2 separate regions of the Mus musculus genome follow, and region 2 is linked to region 1. A link is a contact called in public Hi-C data. All regions are on one chromosome and are shown on one strand. The core of a region is the stretch at or near the end of the contact, and the rest is flanking DNA. Distances in the headings are between cores, read along the strand shown. Region 1 has its middle 24 kb from the start of Gm41976. Region 2 overlaps BC034090 (cDNA sequence BC034090).

Region 1 (5,917 bases), core at 1,210-3,709:
TCCAGCTGGTTAATTATACTGTTCTGTTCCCTGTAGATCACCTAAGCATGCCCAAGTTCAGGCCTTGTGTGAGTAACTGGAATCAAAGTGAGCAGTTTTGTTCATTTAACTCCAACTTTTCTCCTTGTTACTCCTGGCCCATCTGTAGTGCCCATTCTGAGTTAGTTGTAAAAATTTGGGCAAGAATAGGAAAGAGTGTGTATTTGAAGAAAAACTGTAATTATATCCTCATTTGTATTCTAATGTTATTTATTTGTGTGTGTGTGTGTGTGTGTGTGTGTGTGTGTGTGTGTGCGCGCATGCGTGTGTGCCATGGCATATAGGTAGAAGTCAGAGGACAACTTGTGAGAGTCAGTTTTCTCCTTCCATCATCTAGATCCTGAGGATGAAACCCAGGATGCCCCAGATCTCAACAAATATTCAAATGCCCCCTTATATTTAAGCGAGTCTTTGTGCTACATAGTATTTTGAATTACTAGGCAAAAGGGTCCCTCCTACATGTGGAAAGGCATCTGAGAACCCAGAGGCCAAAAAATAATAGATATATAAACTTCTGAGGTGCCTGGTGGCTGAGGACCTTGGCTGTGGCTCCCGGGCTTCTGAAAGACTGAACTAAGGCTCTCGTGTGCCACTAAGTACCGTGAGTCTCTCTGTCCCTAGTCACGATGGAACACTAGCATATTGTGCCATTACTACATGTGACATGATTTCATTTCTTTGTTCAGAAAGTCATCAAAGTCTGAAGAAACCTTTGTCAATTAATCCCCGGGAGATTTCCCTGTGTCAGTCCTGCTGCCCTCTGGAGGCAATGAGGCATAAGTGAACTGTGTTGTAGCACTTTGTTTAACAAGCCAATTTGGGCTGGCTATGTATAGACAAGGTCATATCTAAGGCACACGGCCATCCCAAGAGATTTCTTCTCTTTATAATTGATGTAACCTTTATAGGCTGCATGTTGCTCTCTTGTCCCTTAAATTCATGTCAAAATCCTAACCTGTGGGAGGGGCTAGGAGTTTGTACCTCTGCAAGGTGATTTAGAACACAACTGTCAAGCCCATAGTATAGAATTTGCATCCTTGTCAGGGTAGGATGAGTTTCTATGTCTCTGTTGTCTGCCTTATAGTGAGGTAGTGTCCTTAGCCCAGAAGACAGTATCCCCATACCAGCACCCCATCTCAGATTTCTCACTGTTAGAAAGAATTGCTTGTTGCCTATAATAAGCCTTTATAATCATTCCATGATCCCGTGATACCTTGTTCCAGAGGCCTAAATGAAAGAGGCAAGAATTACCCAGGAGTCTGGAAAAGGTCTGTGGGGAGGAGAGAAAGCATGTGTCGGGGCCACTCTCTGTTTCTATGGATTTATATTGATCTGAGTCCTTCAGTTCTCTTAGAACTTTTTATGAAATAGTCAGTCTGCTTTATTTTCCATTCTGGGGGTGGGGCATGCTGCCCAGTCCCATGCTCTTAGACCCAAGTTAGGCCAAGATTATTCCGGGGCAGCCCGTATGTTGAAATTAGCTTTCAACTTTAGAATTTTCCAAGGTAGAACGAGAACGCTGGGAAGGTCTCACTCTACGATGATGTTCTTGACTTGAAACTGTCACTTAAAACGGCCCATGATGAAAGGAAGGCAGAGCAAACGAGTGAGCAAGCCTGTAGGAGGGAGCGAGCGGCATCTGTTGAATGGTGAACCCCAAGAGTTCAATTACCCCAGTTTCCTCCATAGAGGGTAACCATGGAAACCTCATAATCCAAAGCATCACCAATCTAAGCTACACACACACACACACACACACACACACACACACACACACACACACACACACAAGAGCAAAAGGGCAGAATGTGACTGTGTGTGCATGTGCCCACAGTTTAGTTATGGGTATACGAGTGTGTCCGTGTGATGTCTTGGCAGTTTATGTGTGTGCATAATGGAATTAGTATGGGCATCTGCTGCCACAGGCTTTCCGGTTCTGTTCTCAAACGTGGTGGAAGAGCGTAGGTCTGTCCTAATGTTTGGGTGTTACATGGAGAGATGATTAGGATCCGTGGTTGGGGGCGTGTGTTTTCAATCTAGTGGAAGAAGGGAGTACAATGGCTGATCTGAGCGTATAGGAAGGTTTTTAATTTATGCTTCCCCTTTAGCACGAAAGAAATGGATACACACACACACACACACACACACACACACACACAGAGGAAAGTCAACCTAGATCTACCTTGAACTTCTTAAACAATTGGGTGTAGCAATAAAGTCAGGTGTGATATTACCATCTTTTATAAAGCTGTGTTGCTTCAGGAGGCGTATGCTGTTTGCTTGTTTTTGTTTTCTAGTGTCTGTCTTCAACCTCACTGCTTTTCATGACTAGATTGTGCTTCGGATGAGGGGTATGTGGAGGCTGCATGGGAGGATGGCTTGGTGAGGGGAACTCATGAGAGTCTGCTAATGAAATGTGTCACTCAGTCTGTGCGCGATATCGAGAAGATTGTGTGTCACTTGGCAGATCTTTGAGGGTAGGCAGTTCCATCTGGATTAAAGGATTATTTGGGGAAAAAGCTGTGTGAGGGCTGGGGCTCCAAGCCAGGAGTGCCTGGCTTTCTGGGTTATGGGCGGGGGGCTGCACACTATATAAAACATGGTCCTTGCTGGAGCCTGTTTCAATTTAACTGGGACTCTCTGCACATAAATAGTGTGTGTGTGTGTGTGTGTGTGTGTGTGTGTGTGTGTGTGTGTGTGTGTGTGTTACTCACCCTTCCTGCGACGGATGGATAAAGGACTTCATTACTTAACACTGGGAAGAGCCTTCCTGCCCTGAATTTTTGCTTTTCATTCACATTGACAGCTAAATATTCTTAAACGCATAGGTTTTGTCCATTAAAAAAATATCTACTCACGGAGTATTTTTCTTACTTTAAACGTAGCTACTTCCTAGAAGACAGAAAGCTTCATTAGCATCTTCCATCAGTTACAAAGGACTGGCCACCTGGCCCATGTCCCTCTGGCAGCCACATCATAGCCTCCGTCTGCCTGCCTCCCTTATACCCTGTTCCCAGGAAGAATGGGGCCAGGCAGGAATGCTGAGGTGGTGGATGTCAGACATTTGGAAGCACTGCTATGTGGAAGGAGCCTTATCACTGAGTATGTAGTAACCATTGGAGTTTGCCTGAACGGTGCCAGAGTAGCCCTGAGATGGGCTGAGGGAAACCATCCCCTTGCTATTGTCTCCCTTCTTGCTGAGCCCACTCTGGAGCCTTTATACCAAGCTCATGCCTCTTTGAAGAACAGGAGATTTTCTCTTTTCTGTATCCCTTGTAATACTCGGTTGGCTCCTCCTACCCCCTTCTTTCCTGGTGTCCTTTGTGAGTATGTCCCAAGTCTTTGACAGGCAGTGATTCAGAAACCTCTGGTTATAGATGATTTATTTTTTCCTTCAGCATCTCCTTCTAAGTGCCTCCCAAGAAGCGGGCACAGGGGATGGAGTAGGGAGCAAGGCACTGTTCTGCTCTGTAGGTACTCACTCACCTGCCAACTGGATGGACAACAGATGAGCGGGCAATTGCAACATGGAGAAAAGGCACAACAGGGCTTAATCAGGGTTATGAGAGCTTACATGAGGAGTGCTGATCCTGTTCTTGGGAGACTGGTGGGCTTCTGAGAAGAGCTGATGTTGGATTCAGAGCCTATAGGATGAAGGAGGACCATCTTGGAGTGGCAGCGTGCTTTTCACAAGGGGAAGAGGAATTTTAATTTAAATTATTAGTTTAAAATCACTTTATAGTTGAAACAGATAGATAATAGATAGATAAATAGGTAGGTAGATAGATAGCAAAGCACATAGAGACAGAGTCTGAGAGATGGGGAATGCAGAGACAGTCTGACAGAGATGAAAGGCGGCCAAGTGGAGGGATGGAGAGAGGACCATAGAATCATACATAGTAAGAGCTAGCAGAACACAGCAAATGCCCAAAGGCCCCTATTTGAAGGAAAGAAAGACAAGGAGATGCAAAGAGAGAGATTGGCAGGCATCCCCAAGGTGCTTGAGGAATGCTGAGTCAGGAATCTGGATCTTCCTGTTTCTAGGAGAAGAGAGGGGAAGAGCAGAGACAAGGTGGGAGGGAGCAAGGAGAAGGCACAGAAGGGAGAGCCACTGTCAGCATCAGGACCAGGAGAGAAAGGAGTAAAGCAGAGACAAAATCTAAGCTGGTTTTCTTCTGTTTGCTATCTTTTCTGCCTTTCCCCACTTTCCTTCTTTTCCCCTTTCCAGCCACATCCTGCCTACAACTAGATGTCAGGGAACTGGTTGCTATGGATACTAAATGGCATTCAAGCGGCTGAATTATTAAAGCAGGGTCTTTTCTTTGAAGCCATGGCCCCAGTATGGAGTAAAGTCCCATTAGGCTGTGCAGTGTCAGCCATGGGTCTAGGCCCAGGGCTGCAAGGTGCTGTGCTGCCTGGGTAAAGACTTCCAGGAGTGTCAGTCACCTGGCGCTTTCCCAGTCAGGGTGCCTTAGAGGGTTGGAGGGAGTGTGTGTGTGTGTGTGTGTGTGTGTGTGTGTGTGTGTGTGTGTGTGTCTGCTGTGATGGATTCCTGTAGCCTTCCAGTCTGTCCTCACTCCTGTGTCCCTGCTTCCTCTGCCTTACAGCTACAGGCATGGCTCATACAAATGGGATAAAAATCAAAACGATGTTTTCTTTGTGTCTGAAAGGACAGCATATTGTTCAAATTGTTCGATTACTTGTGTTCAAAGAGGCAAGAAATAAAGTTGTAGGTGATTCCAGAGGGATGGCCTACATCATCCGGACTCTATCATCATGGGAGCAGGTACAGGTACTGGTGTTCTGGCCACCCATTCAGTGGCACTTTCCCAAGCGTTGGAAGGGGCTGTCACAGCGGGCGAGTCTTGTTTGTGGGCATGATGGTTGTTTGTTTTGATGTTGGAGGGGGTGCGTGTGGATGCTCTTCTCTGGAGGAGATTCCAAGCCAGTGAAACCATCCACCCGCCTTCTGTTTAGTCTAGTTCTAGAAACTTTCAGTTAAAAAAGAGAAGAAAAAGGCAAGCTCGCAGTGTGGTGTAAATGTCCCTGTTTATTGGGGAACAGCATTCATGGCTGAAACTATGTCAGTGTGCTTCTAGGTTAGGGGCTCAGGTGGGGCACTGGACATCATTTTCCTTCCCTCGGACTCAGTAGGTTCTGAAGTTGGTTCTCTGAAGTGGCAGAGCCTGCCTTTTATGATGTTTCACCCTGGGGAGGGACACTGCGGAGGACGCTGGCCTCTCCTACAGAAGATGGGGTCTGGAGGCATTTTAAATGAAACACTACATTTCTTTGTTGACTTGGGCTTTTTTTTTTTTTTTTTTTTTGTATGTGTGAAGGTGCATGTGTCATAGGTGTGTGCCAGAGGAAAACTTTCTGGAATTAGTTATCTCTAACATGTGAGTTGGGGATTGAACTCAGATCGGCAGGTGTCGGTGGCAAGCACCTCTACTCCCTGAGCGGTCTTGTGGAATCATTTTTATGGTTAGACATCCTCACACCTTCTCGTCAGGGAAAACTGATTTACAGAACTGTTTCTAGCTTCCGGGAAGCTGGGATGCAGCCTTTCCCTTTCCCTCTAATGCCCAGTGGAGCTTTGTCTGCTTTAATGTTGAGGCTTGTGACTCAGTTTACTGAAAATCTCACTTCCAGAGACTAGACTAACTTCTTTTTAGGCCACGTTCTGGCTGCTCACAAGGTGAACCTTCTAATCAAACTTTCCCGCCTGGGAAGTAAAGTGGGAGCAAGTCAGCTTGCACTTCCATTTCAGTCTCTCGGGGCTAAGAGCAAAGAGCTGCTGGGCCTCCTGGCTCTTTTGTCTCCTTCCATGCAGTGTTTCCCAGCTCCTCCCGGTATCAGGCCAAAGGCCAGTAGGGTG
Region 2 (6,238 bases), core at 1,096-3,595, 330 kb before region 1:
AGGTCACCTTAGGGCCCAGAAAAAACTGGCTGTGATACCTAACCCTACCGTTACTGTCTTTGGTCTCCTTGTAGGCCAGCCAAGGCCTTTCCCCATCGTGCCCTCAGTGTGGAAGATGTGGGTGCCCCTAGCCTGGCTCGTACTGTGGGCCGCGTGGTGGAGGTGTTCCCAGATGGCACGAGCCAGCTGCAGCTGCAGCGACCCCCAAAGGGCACCTTTGGATTCCATGTAGCCCATGGCAGTGGCCGGCGAGACTCAGGTATGCTCTCGGGATCCTCAGTAAAGCCCCTGGGGTGTGGCCAAGTTCCTTTGGGGCTTTGGTTGAGCAATGGAGAAAAGCTCTCCTCATTCCTCGGAAGCTCTTCCTAGGTGCCAGGTCCCAGGAGCCCTCATGCTGAGGGGGTAGAGCTGGCCGATTTGACTCCACTGCCCCCCTGTTGTCCTGTGACATCTAGAAATCCCAGCCAGCAGGGCTCTTCCAGAGGGGCAGAGGGAAACTGTCTGTGCTTGCCGGGTCTCAGCTATTCCTTTGATGTGGTTGATGTATTTCAACCGCCCCATCCTCCAGCTGCTGGTGTGTCTGGGCTTGTGGAGTGGGCCTGCCTGTCTGCAGTCCTGTCCACAGCCCTCCCTCCCCAGCTCCTGGAGGCTTTGTTCAGATCGATGTTGGCTCCAGGTGTCTGGCGGGGTTGCCTACTGTATCCTAATTCAATACCACCGTCACTGAATTCTGACCAGTTCTTGGTCCCTCTACATCCAGGAGTCCTGTGTGGCAACCTGACTTGCCCAGGCCAAAGCCCATGGTCTAGAATGTGTGAGTACATGAACCCTTGGAAGCTGTCCCCAGGCTCTGCTCAGCGGAGGGAGAGTGGGCAGAGGAGGGAGGGGATGACTTGGAAAGGCAAGCTCAGCAGTCTGTGCTGCTGGGCCCTGGGGAGAAGTAGTCCGCTCTCCAGTGTGCTAGGCCAGGGCTGTTTAACTGGGAAAGCCCTCCTGCTGCCGTGTCTGCAGCACACGCTGTGCTGCAGGGCACCTTTGGATTCCACGTGGCCCATGGCAGTGGCCGTCGAGACTCAGGTATGCTCTCAGGATCCTCAGAAAGCCCCTGGGGTCAAGTTCCTTTGGGGCTTTGGTTGAGCAATGGAGAAAAGCTCTCCTCGTCCCTCCAGAAGCTCTTCCTGGGTGCCAGGTCCAGCGTGTGTGCTAGCTCCTGTCCTGTGAATCACTCGGCATCTGTGAGTTAATGTGTGTCAGGTGCCTGCTAATAAGTATCTTGGATACCGGGGTTACAGCACAGCATGAAGCACGCAGACTGCAGACCTCAGGCCTCAGGAGCGTGCGCTCCAGCAAGGGTGCTAGGCCAGATCTACACATTTACTTCATATGTTTTATATTATGAACATGGCATAGTGAAATGCACCAAGAAGCAAATATAAAAAAAACAGGCATGGCCGGTACTGGGTAGACAGGCTTGAGATGACACTCCAGTGGAGACAGGACAAACAGGAGATGAGTCAGGTAGAGGGGCTACCAACTGTGAAGGCCCTAAAGGGCCATGGGTCTTGCTGTTAGGGAAACAAGGTCAGGCTGAGAGCTGAGCTCAGAGAGGCTGCATGCTGCCCTGACCTATGGGACCTGGAGTTTTCTCACCGAGTGGCATAGGAACCATCTGCTGGAAGAGATTTTAGAACAGAAGGCTGATACCTAGCTGTGTTGAGATACACAGTGGGCCAGTGAAGGGAACTACAGTGATGTCCAGACTCCAGGAGACAGATCAAATAGCAGGTGGCGGGAGAGTGGCCTTGGAGATGGTGAGCAGGGGCTATAATCTGCTGAACTGCAGCTAGTGTGATCTGAACTTCCTGTCGGGGTAAGGGGGGTGGGGGAAGCAGAGAATGGACGGGGCCAGGGGGGTAGAAAACATGTGTGATCGGGATCAGCGTGGGCCTCCCCCAGTCTGGACCTAGGGTGAGTCAGATGTCAGCGCACACACAGGGAGCTGACATTTGGGAAGCCAGACTGAGTGCCGTCCAGGCTGTCTGGGTAGAGCCCCACTCTTGCTGCTGTTTTTGGCCACCAGATGTCACATAGGGGTCTCACACTAGGCAGTGTGGTGGCTGTTGGTGCTCTACCACAGGCTGCTTAGGGCCAGTTCTGCTGAGCCTCAGAGGAGAGGAGCCATGGTCTGGGGCTGCTCTGGCTCCTTGCTGAGCGTCAGTCAGGATGCCAGCATGAATCTCATCTGACACCACCCCCACAAAAACAGCAGGCCCTGCCTTCTGCTTCTAACTAGCTACAACATAGGCATCTAGCATCCTTAGCAAAGGCTGTCTCCAGCAGACCACAAATACCAGAGTTGCCTCACAGTCACGATTTCAGCTGGGAAGCCTACCCAAGTCTCCCCAAAATGGCTGGAGTGACGTCAGTGTCTGGTCTGACTTGGCTACATTCTTTTGGGTTCTGTCATTCCTTTCCACCTGCCTCTCCTGCTGCATACCAAACACTCCTGTGGGTTCACATCGGGAGGTAGGGGTGGTTCCCCCTCTCTCTCCATGCCACCAGCCTGTAGTCCCAGCAGGTAAGCTGTTCAAGCATCCGAGAAAGGAGATGAAGGACAGGGCAGGATCCCTCTGGGAAAGCCTTCTGCCAAAGAACTATGAGCTTGGTTATTTAGAGACAGGGCCTCACTGGAAAGGCTCATCTTGGCCAAGAAGCACCAAAAGGGACAGCCACACTTCAAACAGGAGAGGAAGTGTGTACGGAGCTCAGATCGGCCAAATGGCCACAAACCTTTAGGAAAGGGCTTGGAGAGTCCATATTCAGAGCCTGGATTCTCTGGGACCCAGGGGCTACAATGAAGGGGGATCTTCTGGATCCATAGGCCAAGGTACCACCTCCCGCAGTCCATGATGCGCCAAGCCACAGATGGAGGCACCAGAACAGACACCCTACCTGTGCTAAGCACCTTGACTAGGGAAAGGCCTTGGAGAAGGTATCATGTGGGCAGTTACCACGTGTTTCTCAGCCAGCTGGTGAAGGGGTCAGGACTGCTCACCTGTCACCAGGTCCCACTGTGTTGTCGGCTGCAGGAAAGTCATCTGCCGAGGCTGTCCCCCTCTGTCCTTCAGCAGGCTGGCAATGTTCACACAGCAGAGGATAGCAGCAGGCTCCAGCTTTCCCCAGAGGAACCTACCCATGTCTGCTGTCAGGGCAGGGCAGCTGACAGAGAACCCGAAAGATGCCCAGCTCTCAGGTGGACTGGGCTGCGGCAGCTGTGGCTAGAGACCTGCCCTGTCAAACCAAGGCCCCATAGCTCTCCTACAACATGGCTTTCTTGGGAGCCAGCCACAAGTCCCTGAAGGGCTCGATCATTTTACAACCCAAGGAATGATCACGCTGGCCAGGCTGAGCCTCTTCGAGTGGTAGAGGGAAGGGTGCAAGAAACAGGCAAGTAAGCTGTAGACGTGGGCATCTATTTCCCCTGGACTTTGGCCACATGCCACCAAATCCCAAGTGAGGAACTGTGTGAATGACCCTGAGGCCAGCAATAATCCTGCAGAGTACTACGAAGGAGATTTGGTCCCAGCCACTTGTATTACTCTAGTGACGGGTCCTCTGCCTTGGCCTTTGGGTTGAGCCTGGGTGACTTGAGCTACGGACTCCATCTATTTATGAATCCTGAGCAACACAGTGCACCTAAGAGCTGATGTCAGAAGAGGGTAAGATTAGTTCATGCGTGCTAAACTGAAGGCAGATAATGGAATGTCTCCAGGCATCAGTTGCAGGGGTTTTGCTATTTTGAAAGAGGCCACAGAGAAATGAGGTTAAGCACGGGGCAGAAGGTAGGGAGCGACACCTGACGTCAGTTGTGAGGGGTGTGTCACTGTGTCCTGCATGACATCTCATCCCCTCTTCCTTCCTTTGCAGGGCTCTATGTGCAGGCCATGGCTGACCTGGACACCGCGAAGCTGTACTCGGGGCTGCTCAGGGTCGGGGATGAGATTCTGGAGGTGGGCGGGGCCAAGGTTGCTGGACTGGGCTTGGCTCACATCAAAGAGCTACTGGCTCATGCGGAGAGCTTGTCCATTCGTGTCCTGAGACAAAGGCCGGTCCCCCAGTGACCCAGAAGTACCGCTGCTCTTGCTGACACTCCTACAGGACCCCTGACCCACACACGCAGCAGGAGGGGCTAGAAACATGCCACCCAGAGATAACATGTGAACGGAAAATGCAGTTCACAGATCAGGCATCTGTCTGGGCAGTGGCAGAAGCTGTTCTGATCGGCCCCCTGCAGGAAGAGGCCGAGTACCCGTGTGTACGTTCAGTTAAGATCACTAATTTATACAGGTCTAGAGACAGAGAATCCTGGTCTCCTCCTTCACAGAAGTGGTCACGTTCCTTTGTTGGAGGGAGAGAACTGCCACTGACTAATCCTTGGGTTGGTCCCTGAGAGCTGGCCTCAGCTTCTGGCCACACTCACTGAGAAGGCTCCCCAGCCCCCAGCAAACCAGAGACAGCGTGGCCACCCTGGCTTTGTGCCCCATCTCTTTCAGCCGTGGCTTTCCTGGTTTCCATGTGACACTTTGCTTCTGATCCAGAAAGGGCTCAGTGTCTTGGCACAGCCTGACAGCCAGGAGCACATATTCCTAACTGTGTGTTCTGTGAAATATGGCCTGACAGGAGTTCTGTGCCCCTTCTGGGTATGCAAACTTCTGAGAGATTCTGGGAGCCAGAATATTAAGAATTACTAGAGATTTTTATGACCAACACAAAGTTGAAAAATGAAACTATTGCCATTTGCAGCAAGTGTGGCCATGGTACTAAGGATGTGGGGGGCCGGCCCAGCCAGCCCTTTGCCTCCACCCCTGCTAGACAGAGGTTGTTGCAGCCTGGCCTGGGCGGGCCTTTGTCTTTGTTCTCTTGTCCAGCTTGGAGCCAGGGCTGCAGCTGGTGTCTGGCTCTCCCCCAGCTGCAGGGTTCCTATCCAGACCTCCCTGGTGGCAGCTGTGGGTGGGCAGCAGGCAGGGAGGCTGCGAGCTGGAGGTGGCCATCCCACCTAGGCATAGCGCAGCCTGCTCAGCTTAGATCCTGCTCAAGGGCTGGGGACGCTAGATGCCTGGACAGGCGTCAGTCTTAAATTATTAAAAAGCCAAAGCTGCTTTCACTGGAATTGCTGGATTCTGTCTTCACTTTGTCTCTACCAGCCCTAAGAGGCTTGGGGCAAGGCAGGGGCAGAAGGGTACAGGTATGGCCAGGGGGCATTCAGAGGGGACATGTGGAGGCCTGCAGGGGTAGGGTCATGGCCAGGGTAGATGCAGAAGGCTCTGCAGACCTTGAGTCAGGAGAGGAGCCCTGGCAAGGCTGAGATCTGAGAGAACAAAGCTAAGAACCTTGGGCTAGGTGCACGGTGGGCTAGAGTGTGTGGCTCACTGCCGGTGTGGATCTTGTCACAGTGCCAGCTGTGGTCTCATCTGGATTGGGCTGACATGAGTGTCATAGGCAGTTTTTATCGGACAAGGAAGACACTGAGGGAGTATTGTCTGTGGCGAGGTGAGAGAGGAAACTAGCCTGTCTTGGGAAGGAGATGGGGACATTTGCAGCAGAAGTCAGCTACAACTCTACGGCTCCTGCCCCAGAGGCTGGGGAGAGGAAGGGAAGTGGGGGACTGTCTCAGAGCCCCAAGAGTGCAGGACTGGATGGCTAGGACTACCCCAGGCTGGAGAAAAAGCAAAAAGAAGGGGCTTCTAGCAGGTGGATAAGAGTAGCCAGCCTATCATGTGCATGAAACCTCAGCACATAAAGAGGGCACTGGAGCACTCGAGAGATGAATCTGCCCCCATCCCTTCCCTGCAAACGCTACAATCAAGGGGAAGCCCTGGCAACCCCATACAGCAGTGGTTCTCAACCCGAGGGTTGCGACCCCTTTGGCAAACCTGTCTCCAAAGATATTTCCATTCAATTCATAAAGGTAGGAACATTACAGTGCTGAAGTAGCAATGAAAATAATTTCATGGTTGGGGTCACCACTGCGTGAGGAACTGTATTAACGGGTCGCAGTGTTAGAAAGTTGAGAACCACTGTCCTGCTGGATATTCCCTAGCCTGGAGCTGCCACTAAAGAAATTTCACCTCTGGGGAAAATGTCAGTAGCAAAAGTCACCTCTGCTTTCTGTTATAGCAAGGTCACTTGTCTTCTGGAGAAATGCAGTGAAGGGGCTGGGAGAGGCCAGGGGGCTGGG

The links. Hi-C and Micro-C count contacts between places; a contact is called where the count stands out from the background.
Region 2: a Hi-C map of cerebellum shows a contact between it and region 1, with 2.0 times the contacts expected there. The contact joins two enhancer-like sites. A contact is called at or near these places in 6 of 484 Hi-C or Micro-C datasets (B cells, cerebellar granule neurons, cerebellum and 2 more) and 1 of 9 other capture datasets (adipose tissue).

Annotation. Positions count from the first base shown.
Region 1 is chr1:154,885,328-154,891,244 of GRCm38.p6, reverse strand. No RefSeq gene overlaps it. Among named protein-coding and RNA genes, the nearest start is that of Gm41976, 24 kb to the left of the region's middle. Within about 2 kb of position 2,459, at least 12 of the 459 cell types and tissues checked have an H3K27ac peak or open chromatin away from gene starts, as enhancers often do. A contact at or near this core is called in cerebellum and ventral hippocampal neurons, where this site is marked.
Region 2 is chr1:155,211,403-155,217,640 of GRCm38.p6, reverse strand. BC034090 (cDNA sequence BC034090) reads left to right here. Exons shown (of 10, transcript NM_001370865.1): 9 at 75-259; 10 at 3,928-5,170. The coding sequence ends at 4,121. Among named protein-coding and RNA genes, the nearest start is that of Gm31102, 29 kb to the left of the region's middle. Within about 2 kb of position 2,345, at least 81 of the 459 cell types and tissues checked have an H3K27ac peak or open chromatin away from gene starts, as enhancers often do. A contact at or near this core is called in cerebellum and ventral hippocampal neurons, where this site is marked.